Linked DNA regions of Mus musculus: regions 1 and 3 are each linked to region 2. A link is a contact called in public promoter capture Hi-C data. All regions are on one chromosome and are shown on one strand. Each heading gives the region's core, a stretch centred on a gene start, on an enhancer-like site or on the middle of the called end of the contact. The rest is flanking DNA. Distances are from core to core; before and after follow the strand shown. Region 1 holds the start of E230029C05Rik (RIKEN cDNA E230029C05 gene). Region 2 holds the start of Rab30 (RAB30, member RAS oncogene family). Region 3 holds the start of Ccdc83 (coiled-coil domain containing 83).

Region 1 (4,168 bases), core at 258-2,757, 2.7 Mb after region 2:
TATTACAGTTAAGGTCTAAAATTAGCATTATTAGGACCTCAGAGTTATTAGGGTTCTGTTTGTGTCTTCCTTTGCTCCCCCCAAGTTTTGACAATGGCAAAACTTAATGACTGAGCCTGCTGCTTTTGGCTATTTTAGCTGTATGTGTATACTCAGAACCTGCACTTAAATAATAGCCCAGCCAGGGACTGCTAATATGATCTCCCTAAGACCTGATTCCTCAAAGATAAAACAGGAATGAAAAATATTCGCCTCCCAGAGCCACTGTGGGGATTAACTGGGGAGAGTTCCTGGTACTGCCAGCATGTTGGCCACTTGCAGGCTGAGGCAGTTCACATAATCTGCGGGGTGGGGGATGATTCTCTTCCCCACTTTGGCGAGAGGTTTGATGAAGCGGCAGAGGAGTTACAGAAAGAAAATGTCTTCCAGGAAAGCAGAGTCCCAGAGGATGTGCCAAAAATGCAAGACTATTGTAGAGAAGGAGAAGCAGACAGAGGTTTCGTGAGCAATGAGACCCCCTCAACACCGTCCCCAGAGGTAGAACTGAGAGCCCCACTCCTGGGTTGAAGCGATGCTTTTCAATCCTACGAGACTGATTACAAAAACAGCTGCCCCGGCTCCAGGAAGGTTGTCTCTGCTCTTTATAAGGAAAAGATGACGTGCCCAGATGCTGGCCAGGGCAGGCCCCCTTTTCCATCAGGATCTCGGAAAGGTTGAGAACGGAATGTCCACTAAGCAGACATTGTCACACGCTGTCCCTACAACATCTGAGATATGTGCAGGACAGAAGATTGAGGGGCACGGGTGGGGAGCAGCTCCCTGCCCTGTCTGAATAATAAACACAATATCTGAGGGGAATGTGCCACAGGCTGAAGAAATTTAATAAAGGCCAGATCCAGACATAAACACACTGTGTGGCTTGCAACAGACAGTGAAGTGTGTGCCGTGTGAATTGAGTTCTCCTTTCCGAGAGTCCTTGATATAATTTAGGAGCCGCTTCTTGCCAATAAGCCATGATGCTCCCTGCCACTCTGGCCGTCTGCGTAAATTCTGATCATTTGCTCCTGACCCAGCTATCTACTGAGTACTTCACATCCCAGGCATTGGAGGGAGACGTGGACTCTCTGGTCTCATTCTAAGAAAGGAGAGGAAGTTGCTTTGTAAAAACCCAGGCTCTTCCTTTTGCACATCATTTGTGGGAAAGGGTATCTGCCTCTCTTAGCTGCATATGGAGAAAATAATTTCATGCAGAGAAGCTTGGTTCTGGCGTTTGCCAAGCGCCTCATCCATCTGGGGGCAAGCCCAAGACTGCAAGCCGCGCGGAGCAGCAGAACACGTTGCTATGGTAACTTGGCACCACACACCTTTGATCCTTTATGTCAGCCTCCTTCCCAGTCCCCCAACCCAAACCTGCACATTCCCTTTATAAGCAGCATACCTTCTCAGAAGATGGACAGCTTTTCTTCATTCTTACACAGCCAGTTATAAAGACATGTTATAAGGCACTTGGACAAAGGGGTAGTGCTTCCTTTTAAAGGTCAAGGCTCGGCTGGTTTTACTTCCTGATACACAGCCGTGACTGAGACCCATGTTAGCTTATCTTCTATAGAAGACTTAACTTTCAAATCCCTTTCATACATTAGTGGACTTTATCACCATGCTGTTTTAACCTCAGGCTTAAACAACCCTAAAAGACAAGAAAATGAGCCCATTAAACATTCTGTGCCCAGAAGCACCCATGTAAGGTAGAGCTAATTTTCCTGCTTTGCAAATGGGAAAATAGTATGAAACGGTCAGTGAGCAGTGGCAAGAGGAACGGTGAACGGGTGAGATGGGTCCGTGGATAAAGGTGCTTGCTAAGCCTAATGACCTGAGTTTGATGCTTGGGACCTGCATCATGAACTTCTGAACTTTGTTCTCTGACCTCAACAGGCATGCTATGGCATGCATGCACCTTTGCATACAAATAAATATAAAAATATTTCTTTTGAAAAAGATGAGGAAGCCGGGCGTGGTGGCGCACGCCTTTAATCCCAGCACTCGGGAGGCAGAGGCAGGTGAATCTCTTGAGTTCGAGGCCAGCCTGGTCTACAAAGTGAGTTCCAGGACAGCCAGGGCTATACAGAGAAACCCTGTCTCGAAAAACCAAAAAAAAAAAAAAAAAAAAAGAAAAAGAAAAAGATGAGGAACGGAACCAGGTTTCTGAACTCCAAATTTTATGCACTGCTCTTATATCTCACCTGATGTTCAGTCGCTTTCAGCCTTCATTATTTTACAAATAATAATAATAATAACAATAACAACAATAATAATACAGATGCATTCAAAGCAACAGCCAGGTTGTGTTTTTCTTTCTTCCTTTCTTTCTTCCTTTCTTTTCTGTCTGTGTGTATGTCTGTCTGTCTTTCTTTTTGGTTTGTGAGACAGGGTTTCTCTGTGTAGCCCTGGCTGTCCTAGAACTTGCTTTGTAGACTAGACTAGTCTCAAACTCACAGAGATCTGCCTGACCCTGTACCCCGCATGCTTTGGTTTCTTAAAAATAGCTTTATCAGCCAGGCTTGGTGGCACAAACTCCAGCACCAAGAAAGAAGAGGGCATCTACCCATTGAGCCAGCACTGCTGGGACATGTTGGTAATCCCAGCACTAGGGAGACAGGCAAGAGGATCTCCAAAATTTCCATGTCAGCATGAGTGACATAGTGAGTTTGAGGCAAGCCTGGGTGACTTAGCAAGCCTCTGGCTCAAAAAAAAAAAAAAAAAAAAAAAAAAAATATATATATATATATATATACATATATGTGTGTGTGTGTGTGTGTGTGTGTGTGTGTGTGTATTTTACACCGCTTACAAATGTACAATGCAATGATTTTTAAAGTTTGTAAGGTGAGGAATATACTGGGGTAACTCACATGCTCTGCAGTCTTGCCCACTTGAAGCCTGTGCTCCCATCATTTTCAGCACATCATATCAGAGTTGTACAACTATCACCACAAAAAGAAGCCAAAGATCTTTTAGCTGTTACTCCCAGCCAATTGTCCCATACTCACTTCTATGCCCAACCATAAGCAACCACTAGTACACTTTACATCCCTAAAAATTGTCCCCATTCTGGGCACTTAATATTAATGGGTATATACCTACATACACATAATATATAGTTATGTATTAATATATATTTATGTGTTTATATATAGTATATAATTATATGTTAATATGTATATTGTATGTGTATATGTTTCTTCATGACTGCTTTTTTACTAAACATAATGATGCTTTCAAAGTTCATCCGTGTTCGGATGTGATGCATGTAATATATGTATGAGACATGTCTTACATTTCTCCACTCACTCATCAGTTAGTGGGCGTGTGGGTTGTTATCTTTTATTATGTTTAGAAATATTGCTATGAATGTTTGTATATCGGTTTTTTGTGGAGTTGTAGTTTTCAACTTGCATTTATGCATAGAAATGGCATAGCTGCACCAAATACCATGATGTTTCCCAGGATAATGTCACCATTTTACATCCTACTAAGAAAGCTTACAAATTCCAGTTTCTGCACACTGTTGACAGGATTTGGTGTGATTCCATTTTTTAATTTTTGCTTCATTTTATTTCACAGTTGTATTTCCATGTCCACATGATTATCGGGTTTTTTTGTTTTTTGGGTTTTTTTGGTTACAAAGTGTTCTGAGTCAGTTGGTGTGCCGTTGTTTAATCGTAGCTTTAAAGCTGGGGCTTTGGATACTGTCCAGTTTCAAACTGTTATAAACCATAGGAGCTGAATTATTCCCATTTACTGCTTTCTGCTCTTAGTCTCTTTCCTTGATGTAGGTTCCAAAGCAAACAACGGATACCCAGGTTTGATACGGCTTCTCTGATTACTCTGCACAAAAGTGGTCTGTACTTAAGATGCCACCAGTAGCGTTGGTGCCCGCCTCTATCCCTGGAGCCTCTGTTAACATAAGGCTTTGCCTCCTTATTGTGAGCACTAATAATGCAGGTGTATTGTATAAAAGACCTGTAGGTTGCTTTGATTTGTCTTTCTTTCGCTGTGGGAGACTTACAACATTTAACGGCCATCAGATAGCCCAGTTGAGTCACTGAGCCAAATAATCCAGGAGGTACAGGAAGATCCAGGGATCAAAGGAAAAAAACAGGTGAAGAAG
Region 2 (4,668 bases), core at 1,282-3,781:
GTACAGCAAGGTAGTACAAAAGAAGTCTCACCACCGGTCACCCAGGCAGACTTCAAATGGACAATGGCCTTTAAATTCCTGGTTAAGAAAAAAGAAGATATAGCTGCCACCACACCCATGTCTTGGGGAGAGCAGCATAGAACAACAAACTTCTTTCTTCCACAGAGAAGACAAAATGGCAAGGATTCTAACTACCTTCAAAATAAAACGCAGTTTGCCTGCCTGTACTGCTGTTACTCAGCATCAGGTTCAGGGGATCCACTGTTTTCCCACCACTCCCTGGAACAGGGAAGAAACACAAATACTACATGAAGCAGAAGCTACTCAAGACTACTTTGGGAATGACAAGAGCATTTTGTGTAAAGCATTTTGGCTGAACCATGGGACTGAGCAGTGCCATGGAAAGGAAGAGTCCCAGGCCTGCATGTCATTGTCCACATGCTCCCGGGCCCAGGTTATGTCTGCCATGGAAAGCACAATCCCAGCCCTGGGTGGGGGCTCGCTGGTGTCACCCTACCAAGCACAGATTCCAAGGGGGGGGGGGGGTAAAAATACCAGTACCTCTTCAAAGAGGACTCTGAGTAAAGATTCACACATAGCCTACATCCTCTAACTCCAGGGTTCCTTCCAGGACGGCAGGATGAAGGTGTGGAGGGCGGTGTGCAGAGACTGGAAAGTGACTTAGAAAAAGAGATGTGATACTCTCCTGCCACAGGGGAAATCCTCAAAGAGAAAGGGCAGTATTTACTACAAATAGACTAGGGGGAGGGGAAACGGAATCTGAAGAGATGAGAATTGGGTAGGGAAAGAAAGAAGGGCACAGAAGAGAAGGGCAGAGTGCTATTACAGAGCTGTAGGAAGAAGCAAATACAGCGTGCTGGTTTTCCCCCAAATCTAACCACTACCCGCTGCGCTCCCAATAAATCCCTCCACTTACAAAGCTGTCCTTTGCATTCGGTAACATGAAGCATTTAACAAAGTGTCACCCAGCAGCTCCAACTTTGGAGACCTGAGCATCTCAATTAAAAATGAATAAAATTGGTTCCCAGAAGCGAAAGACAGACAGTAAATGACTTTTCCTCTAAAGCTGGCAGAGGCTGTGAAAAAAGCTTTAGCCTTTTGGAGTTAAGCAAATACTCTGGCGGTTCTCCTTCTTTTGACATTCCTAAAGGGGGTGTGGTTGACCCAAAGTCCATTCATTTCCAAGGTTGTATATCTCTCAGCTAAGACTGGCCCCATCTGTTCCGGAGCCAGCCAGCTGTTTATCTCAAAGGAACATATTTATTGCAGCGTTCATCCCTGTAACTCTTAAGAGGAGAGCCAGCATCATACAAGTCAGAATGTTGCCTGCCTTATTAAACGTGTCAGTTCGTTGGAAAACAAAATTCAAACAAACAGCACACTACCACGCTCCCTAGTTTCCCAGGTCAGGTTCTCTGTCCTTGGATACCTTTCATTAAAGTCCAGTAACGGGGTGACACAACATTCAACTTTTCCTTCCCCTAAAGTGTTAAAAAGAAAAAGAACAAGAAAGCACCCAGGTTCCTAATCGATTCCGTCTGCAAACCGTTATTTCTGAGTGGAGACTAAGCCTCAGAAACGGCAGCTTGTTACAGTACCATTGTCAGTGGCAAGAGCCTATCGCGATGTAATTTAAAACACTCACACAAGCACAAATTCTACTTCCAAACCATCCCGAATCCCGCAGTCGGGAGAACACAAAAAAATGAAAACGCTTAACAAAAATGCAGCTTCTAGCAGCCGAAGAGATCCTTCCCTAGACACGTGAAATATTTCTGACTGGCACGGAGTGCACCATTAAAGGACACTGTCACCTCAAATCAGCAGGAAAAGGCGAGACAAACGACACAAACATACAAACATAAAATAAAGCCCTACGAAACTTAAGCGACTCAAGAGAAACCTGCTCATCTTAAAAATAGTGTGTGCTAGTCCAAGCGACACAAATGTTCTCAAGAAGTACGGCCACATTAAATTACTGTCTCCATTTCTCCCCACACATCACCCTTTCCCACTCAAACCTCAGCACTGGGGTCGTGGAATGACAGGACTGCAGTCCCCCACCTTTGCCCTCCTCGTGTTTTCCAAGTGCACTTCCCAACATCCTTCCCAGCCCAGCCCCCTCTCCTAGCCTTAAAAAGGTTAAAGGGAGTTGAAGCAAGGAAATTGGCAGGCACCAGTCCTCTGGCGGGGGCAGGTTGCAGGAGTTGTTCTTTGCAGTGACCCAAATTGCACAGAGCTATTTAGCTCTTAGCAGCGCCGGTGAGAACCTCCCGAATCCATACCCCCATTCCCGGCCCCATCTTCTCAAAAGAAAGCCTTGAGAACTAAGCGGGAGGGATAACTTGGGAAAACGATTTGAATAAATCACTTCAACTCACCTGGTTTGGGATTTTTCTCCCCACCCCAGGCATAAAAAGAAATGATATACGAATGAGTCACGCACGCAAGAGAAGGTGCTGCGGTGTCCTAAGTCCAAGGACTGGAGTCAGTCCCTGCCCTGGTCCTGCTGCTACTCAGGGCTCAGCTGGAGCGAGCGGCAATAGCGAGCCCAGCAGCAGCAGCGGGGGGGCGGGGGGTGGATAGACCGTAGCACAATGAATGCAGTAGGGTTTTGCAATGACATCATCCCTCTGTCCGAGCGGCCCCAATAGCCATGCTCCAGAGCTGTGCACTCTGGGATCTGTAGTCCTTTGAAGTCCGGGAGCGACGTAGAGGCTACAGCTGGAACTACAATACCCAGGATGCTCTGGTCAGAGCGCCCAGAGAAGAACTGGACCGGCCGCCATGTTGGAGCCCTGGAGCTGCGGCGAGCCGAGGTTTCGAGGGGCTCGTGGAGCCGAAAGGTGGCATGGTGAGAATGGTGAGGCTAGGATGTAGAACTTGATAGCCTCGCGCACCGGCTAGGACTGAACGGAGGCTACACTGGGGACCTTCAGGGCTGTCGAGCCAGAAATGCCATCGCGAGTCGGAGTGAACCGCAACCCGCTGGGGTTGCACAAGGCCTCGCCACCCCGGGACACAGGGAGTCGCTTTACTGAGCGTGGAGAAACCCTTAGACTTCCTGGGGAGACTCTCTGGGCAAAATGTGTCTTTGTTGTGGTGTGGGGACTCGGGACGACGGGCCTCGCGCCTGTAAGACGAAAAGCTCGCGTGCACCCTGTGAGTGGAGCTAAACCTAGGTTATTTTTATTTATTTATTTTTTGCCTTGTCATTTTTCTTAATCCCTCATGATCATTTCCTCAGGTGTCAGACCCCTGCTCCCACCACTGAATTTTCGTTCGGTCGTGAATTGCAAAGGGCCTCAAAGAAATCCTTTGCTAGATAATGTGATCGCGAAGGGTTGTGGAGCTTGGCCCTGAAACTGACAAAGGAAGGATCTACCAAAAGAAGTTAGCACCTAACCTTTCTTACCCCACCAGCGAACGTAAACGACATTGAAAAGGGACTGCAAGTGAGCAGTCTTTCTCGACTAACGCTAAATGAACTGTGCTAAAATACTGCGTATATTCGAAGTTGATAACTGTGGAAAACTTCCCTTTTCTTTTGTTACCTATATTGTGCAAAATAATGTGTTTTGTTGTGACATCTTCGTGCAGATAACGTTAGTTAACACATCATCCCCTTCCCTTAACCACTTGGTACCCTTACCGATGAAAATACATTCAGAATACTTAAAGAACTTTTGAGCCTATTTGCTCAGCATCTCAACACCTTTTCTCCAGTAACTCAAACAGTACTGTGTGTTTGTTTTTCAGGTTCTGAAGTTCACTATAGAAAGATGCCAAAAGACCTACTGAGGGTCTCTGAAAAGTTAAAAATGCTGATATGCGTAATTTGAGTGTTTTATTTTTCCCCTCCTGAGCTTTTCGAAGGAGATGGCTAGCTCGGTGGTGAGGATTCCCACAGCACAGTCAAGACCCTGGATTGTATCCCTAGCACTGGTCTGTTTGCATCAGTGAAAATATATACGGTGCCTCTGTTAGAAATTAATAAAGTTCCAGTAGGTCTTCCTTTCAAAAAGCTAGGCAGGCTGCTTTTTAAATTTCCAAAACACAACAGGAACCTTCAAAGATATATGGAGATGATGGTACTTAAAAAGGACGTTTTTTCAAAGATTGGCTTGTGGTGTGAGAAGCAGCCACAGAAGTGGCAGATGCCATTCTTGTGGATTCAGCAACGTGAAGCCTCAGAAATACTACGCTCTTCTGCTTGTAATGTTGGTAAGTACCAGAAGGAACCAATAGCTACCATTTTCTTTCTGTCCTTTGATGGAAATGTAGAAATGGTTCAAGCTAATGAATCTTTGTTTATATGAGCAGTAACCTTCGTTTGAGTTATGTGGAAGACTGATTTATTGAAAGAAAATAACAGGATGGGTGAAAATAGTGTGGAAAATGGGGGTGATATAATGTAATGGCTTCTATAATTTGTACGTGATTGAGTACTTTGAAGTATTTTAGCCTTCTCTATAGTGGGTAGTCAACCATAAATGCATGGAAAAAATATCAGTGTCTTTAGAAAGACTAAAAATTAAGTCTCAACTTTCACAGGAAAAAAATTCCATATTTAGAAAGTTAAGGGAAAACATTTTACCAGAAAAAAAAAAAAGTATCTTTAAGACCTCCTCTTTGATTATGGTAAAT
Region 3 (4,464 bases), core at 1,583-4,082, 2.5 Mb after region 2:
AGAATTCTCGTGCCTAGCTTGGTCTTTGGTGCAACAAGAGGTCTCTGCCCCAGTTGGGGGAGTTGGAGGACAGGAATGAGGATCAGGGTCACTGAGTGAGTGGAGGATATCCTCTGGTAGGCTGCCTATCTGCAGTTCAGGTGTCTATTGTGATATCTGCTCTAGGAGTGCGTCTCAGTCTGAGTTCACCTTTCGACTTTTTTTCTGGTTGGCTTGGCCTGCACCTGTTCTTTAAACGGTCACGGCCTGTTCCTGGGCAGCAGAAGTCTGCCCAAGTTGGGGCTTGAGGCACAGCAGCAGGAGAGGACGGGGTAAGTGGGGCTGTGTAATGTGTGTTTGTGAACTGAAACTAGGATCTCAGGAGGTTGTTTGTTTGTTTTGTTGGTTTTGTTTTTTGTTTTTGTTTGGTTTTTTTTTTTTTTTTTTTTTTTTTCTGAGACAGGGTTTCTCTGTGTAGCCTTGGCTGTCCTGGAACTCATGTAGGCAGCCGATGCCTAAAAGATGGCACCGGTTTCCAGTACACCATGGCCATAAACACCCTTACTGCGCCTGCACTAGTCACCACTTGGTGCCAACCCCTCCCGAGCAGGTGAATGCTAATGAAGTGTCGACAGGCCGACCAATCCCAGGAGGACACATAGCCCTCGCCAGTGCTCGGGTGTATATAAGCAGTCCTCCCTGGGTTCCCGGGGTCCCCGTAGCAGCATCGAGGCGTTCCTGCAATAGAGGCTGTTGAGAAGAATCCGACCGTGTTGTGTCTTCCTTGCTGGCTGAGGTGGGCGCGACAACTCACTCTTTAGACCAGGCTGGCCTTGAACTCAGAAATTCGCCTTCCTCTGCCTCCCAAGTGCTGGGATTAAAGGTGTGTGCCACAACACCCAGCTTAGTTCCTCCTGTTGGCTCACCTGCTCTTCTGTTTGGTTTTCTATAACAAAGTCTTCAATGTAGCCCAGGATGACAGCGCTCTCTCTCTCTCTCTCTTAACTAGCTCCCTCAGTTCCCTTCCTTCATTAGGTCACTAATATAATAGTAATGTATTAACCTTTTAAAAATTATAACCTAGAGCCCCACCAGCCAAGAGCATGAGCTGGCCCCACCCCTTGTCTGCTATGCAGTGGCGTAGGTGAGGAGAGATGCACCCCCATCACCTGTAGCAGGTGGGAGAGCTGACCCTGCCCCTTGCTGGCTGTGGCATTGGGTGAGCTCGCTGAAGCAGTGCTGGAGAGCTGGCCCTGATGGTGTGGGTTTCCGGACGCTGGTGAGTTCACCAACTCAGCTACCAGTCAGACCCAGATCTTCCTATGTAGCCCAGGCTGACCTTAAACGCCTCATCCTCAATCTAACCCAACAGCTTTCCCATCGCTATATGGATGGGGTGACCAGCCCTGCTGACCCGAAGCTGCAGGTTCTTCATGACACAGGGCAACAACAGGATATCTAAGAGGAGTCCCAGTAAGGACCCAGTATTGATAGTGTAGCAAAAGCCAGTAGCCTCCAACCAGACCAACGACTCGTTGCAAGTAAAGATGTATAACACGCTGTGATACACTACAGCTTCCACTAGGCATTTTTGGAGGGCAGGTGGCTTGTTTGTTTGTTGTTGTTGTTTTGTGTGGTTGGTTGGTTCGTTTGGGTTTTCGAGATGGGGTTTCTCTGTATAGCCCTGGCTGTCCTGGAACTCAGAAATCCACCTGCCTCTGCCTCCTAAGTGCTGGGATTAAAGACATGCACCACCACTGCCCGGCCTGATTTTTTTTTCAATTGTAATTTTTTTGTTGTTGTTATCTTGTGTGGTGGGAGGTTACAAAGGCCAAGGATGAGTATGAATGGATGGGGAAATGAGAGGGATTGGGGTGCATAATGTAAAATTCACAAAGAACCAAAAAAGGTTTTTAAAAATTCCTTACTATGTTTTAATCTATTTTTTAAGCCAACTAGATCACTTGGAAGTGAGTCGGAGGCCTAAAAGAGCCTGGCTTCTGACTTCCCAGGCCAAAAAAAGAAAATTACTGGAGTGTAATGAGAGAAATGGGAGGCTTTAATAGACTGCCTTCAGGATGAGGCTGAACTGCACTATATTGCTTTGTTAAACGCTTAAAAGTAAAATGAGAAGACAGATGCAAAGACTTCAGTGCCTCAAGTTGCCCTGTGAGCACTTGAAGAGTTAAACCAAGCTGACAAACGCAGACAGAAAAGCAGAGCACCTCTGTCACAGGAGTTCTGCCCCTTCCCACACCCGGGGAGTTGTTTTGAAATCACAGAGGAGTCATTTTATATCAGCAAATATAAGCTTGCAATGACCCGAGCGAGGCATGCGCACAAAGCTGGAGTCCTATTTACATACACCACCTTCCAAGCACAGAGAATTCGAAAAGAGGAGAGAGAGGCCTTGGGGGAAAAGAAGAAAGGACTGGACCACTGCCCTAACCTCTGCATGCACTCCCTCACCCGCACTATTCCTCATATGCCCGCCAGGTGGCGCGCGCGAATCGCCATGGTGCCTAAACCAGAATGGGATAGTAGATGAAGATGCCAGTCGCTTTGAAAACAGCGGGAAGTGACCCGGATGGGGTTGGAAGGGAGGGAGGGAGAGTGCTTTGGGCTATTTGTACTTGAGAACCACCAGCCCACAACCCGGAATTCTCACCTGAAAACGCTGGAGACGATACTGGGAGAAAGCTAACATCCTTGTGTGACCTCTGACTTCTTCAGTCTGCCCCCAAAACTTTATAGGAACCCTCCCCCACTACAGCGGACACGCCCTCCTCTTGATTTGCCCTGACACGAGATGGGCCTGGGGTCGCGCCCTCTGGTTTTTCCCTCGGAGCGTTGTTCCTGAGCGGTTAAGAACTGTTGAGAAGGGTTCTCCAAGCCGTGCCCCTCTTTCACCACTCTGGAGACAGGGATACCTGCCTGGTTTTAGCCGCCCTAAACTTAAAGGTTTGTAACCTTCAGGGTGTCCTAGCGCAGTCTCTTAACTCAGTAGATGCCCAGCCCTCTGATGCAGTAGTCCCCCTTTATCAGTTTCAGGTACCTGAGGATCTTTGTGATGGATGGGCTTAAGGGGTGGGTATTAAATGGAAAATGCCTGAAATAAGCATTTTTGTTTAAGTAACGTTTGTCATATCTGATAACTGTTCTATTCCAGTATTATTAATCTTTAATTTATACTAAGTTTTGTTACAGGTTTATAGGTACACAGTACGGAAGGGGGCGGAGGCTGTGATGGCATCTATAATGATTGGTAGTATCCCAAGACTCAAGCATCCCTTTGGTGTCTTGGAGTCCCAACCTCACAGAATAAGTAGACCTTTGTGTTGCTGTCTACCACTCCACAATTTCCTCAAAGCTTTATGAATACTCTTAACAGTTCTGAAACGAGATGGAAAAGATGGAGAAAGAAACTGGGGGTCAGACAGGACCAAAACCTGTGCTGAACTGACTTAGTGGGGAATCAGAGGTTCCACTTCTCCTTCCTTCTCCTAGTGTCCCCAGTGGTTCCCAAGCTGAGGAAAGCTTGATACCTCCAAAAGATGTGTGACAATGTCATTCATCTACATGTTTCTAAACACATAGATCTCAACAAACGGTTTTAATGGTACTTTTCTAAAATGAATAAGCTTTGCATTTTCACACTATTTGGGACTATGTACATATATATAGTCTATATGAAAAGACGTGTGAAGGATTTTAAAGTAATTTTAGATGGAATTACCACTTGTAAAAGGACTTAAGTAAATCAACTTCATTTTGTTTTAACGCTGGAGTGCATTTCTGATTCTGTTAACAGTGCATTCTAGTGAGACAGAAAACCTTCTCTAGGTCAAAAAGCGTTCCTGGCATAAATGAACACTTGAATTCCAAAGAATTTTGCTGGGATGGGGAGATGACTCAGTGGGGAAATGTGAGCTGTGTGAGTATATAGACCAGGTTCTAGATCCCCAGTGCCCATAGAAACGTTGGGACGGTGGGCATGGTGGAATCGCAGTGTCTGGGAGGCAGAGATGGATCCCAGAACCCACTGACTAGCTGGACTCGCTGAGTTAGCAAGCTATAGGTCCAAGTGTGAGACCTTGCCTCAACATACACTGCAGAGGGCAGTTAAAGAAAACATCCACTGTCGACCTGTACACATGCACCTGCTCCCACACATGTCTACACACATGCAAACACATGCACACCATGCTTACACACACAAGCAAAATAATATTTCTTCTATATATAATTTATTTTTATTTTATATCCTTTGGTGTTTGGCCTGCACAGATGTCTGTCTGAGGGTGTCAGAAGCCATGGAACTGGAGTTACAGAGAGCTGTGAGATGCCACTTGGGTGCTGGGAAGTGAACCCAGGTCCAGTGCTTTCAACCACTGAGCTAATTATTAGCAGCCCTACAAAATAATAATTTCTAAAAAGATAAGATATTGAAACAATTCTCCTTTACGAATTGTTACATTGCATCCA

Evidence for each region. Promoter capture Hi-C pulls out the DNA fragments that hold promoters and counts their contacts.
Region 1: a contact with region 2 is called in a promoter capture Hi-C map of liver, with 7 times the contacts expected there. The contact joins the promoter of E230029C05Rik here to the promoter of Rab30 in region 2. A contact is called at or near these places in 3 of 39 promoter capture datasets (embryonic stem cells, liver and pre-B cells).
Region 3: a contact with region 2 is called in a promoter capture Hi-C map of liver, with 4 times the contacts expected there. The contact joins the promoter of Ccdc83 here to the promoter of Rab30 in region 2. A contact is called at or near these places in 1 of 39 promoter capture datasets (liver) and 1 of 9 other capture datasets (liver).

Annotation. Positions count from the first base shown.
Region 1 is chr7:90,026,498-90,030,665 of GRCm38.p6, reverse strand. It overlaps E230029C05Rik (RIKEN cDNA E230029C05 gene), which reads right to left and starts at 1,507. Exons shown (of 6, transcript NR_110365.1): 1 at 1,439-1,507.
Region 2 is chr7:92,739,577-92,744,244 of GRCm38.p6, reverse strand. It overlaps Rab30 (RAB30, member RAS oncogene family), which reads right to left and starts at 2,531. Exons shown (of 5, transcript NM_029494.2): 1 at 2,403-2,531. 4632427E13Rik (RIKEN cDNA 4632427E13 gene) reads left to right here and starts at 2,786. Exons shown (of 2, transcript NR_015510.1): 1 at 2,786-3,183; 2 at 3,269-3,539.
Region 3 is chr7:90,263,800-90,268,263 of GRCm38.p6, reverse strand. It overlaps Ccdc83 (coiled-coil domain containing 83), which reads left to right and starts at 2,832. Exons shown (of 11, transcript NM_183293.1): 1 at 2,832-2,940.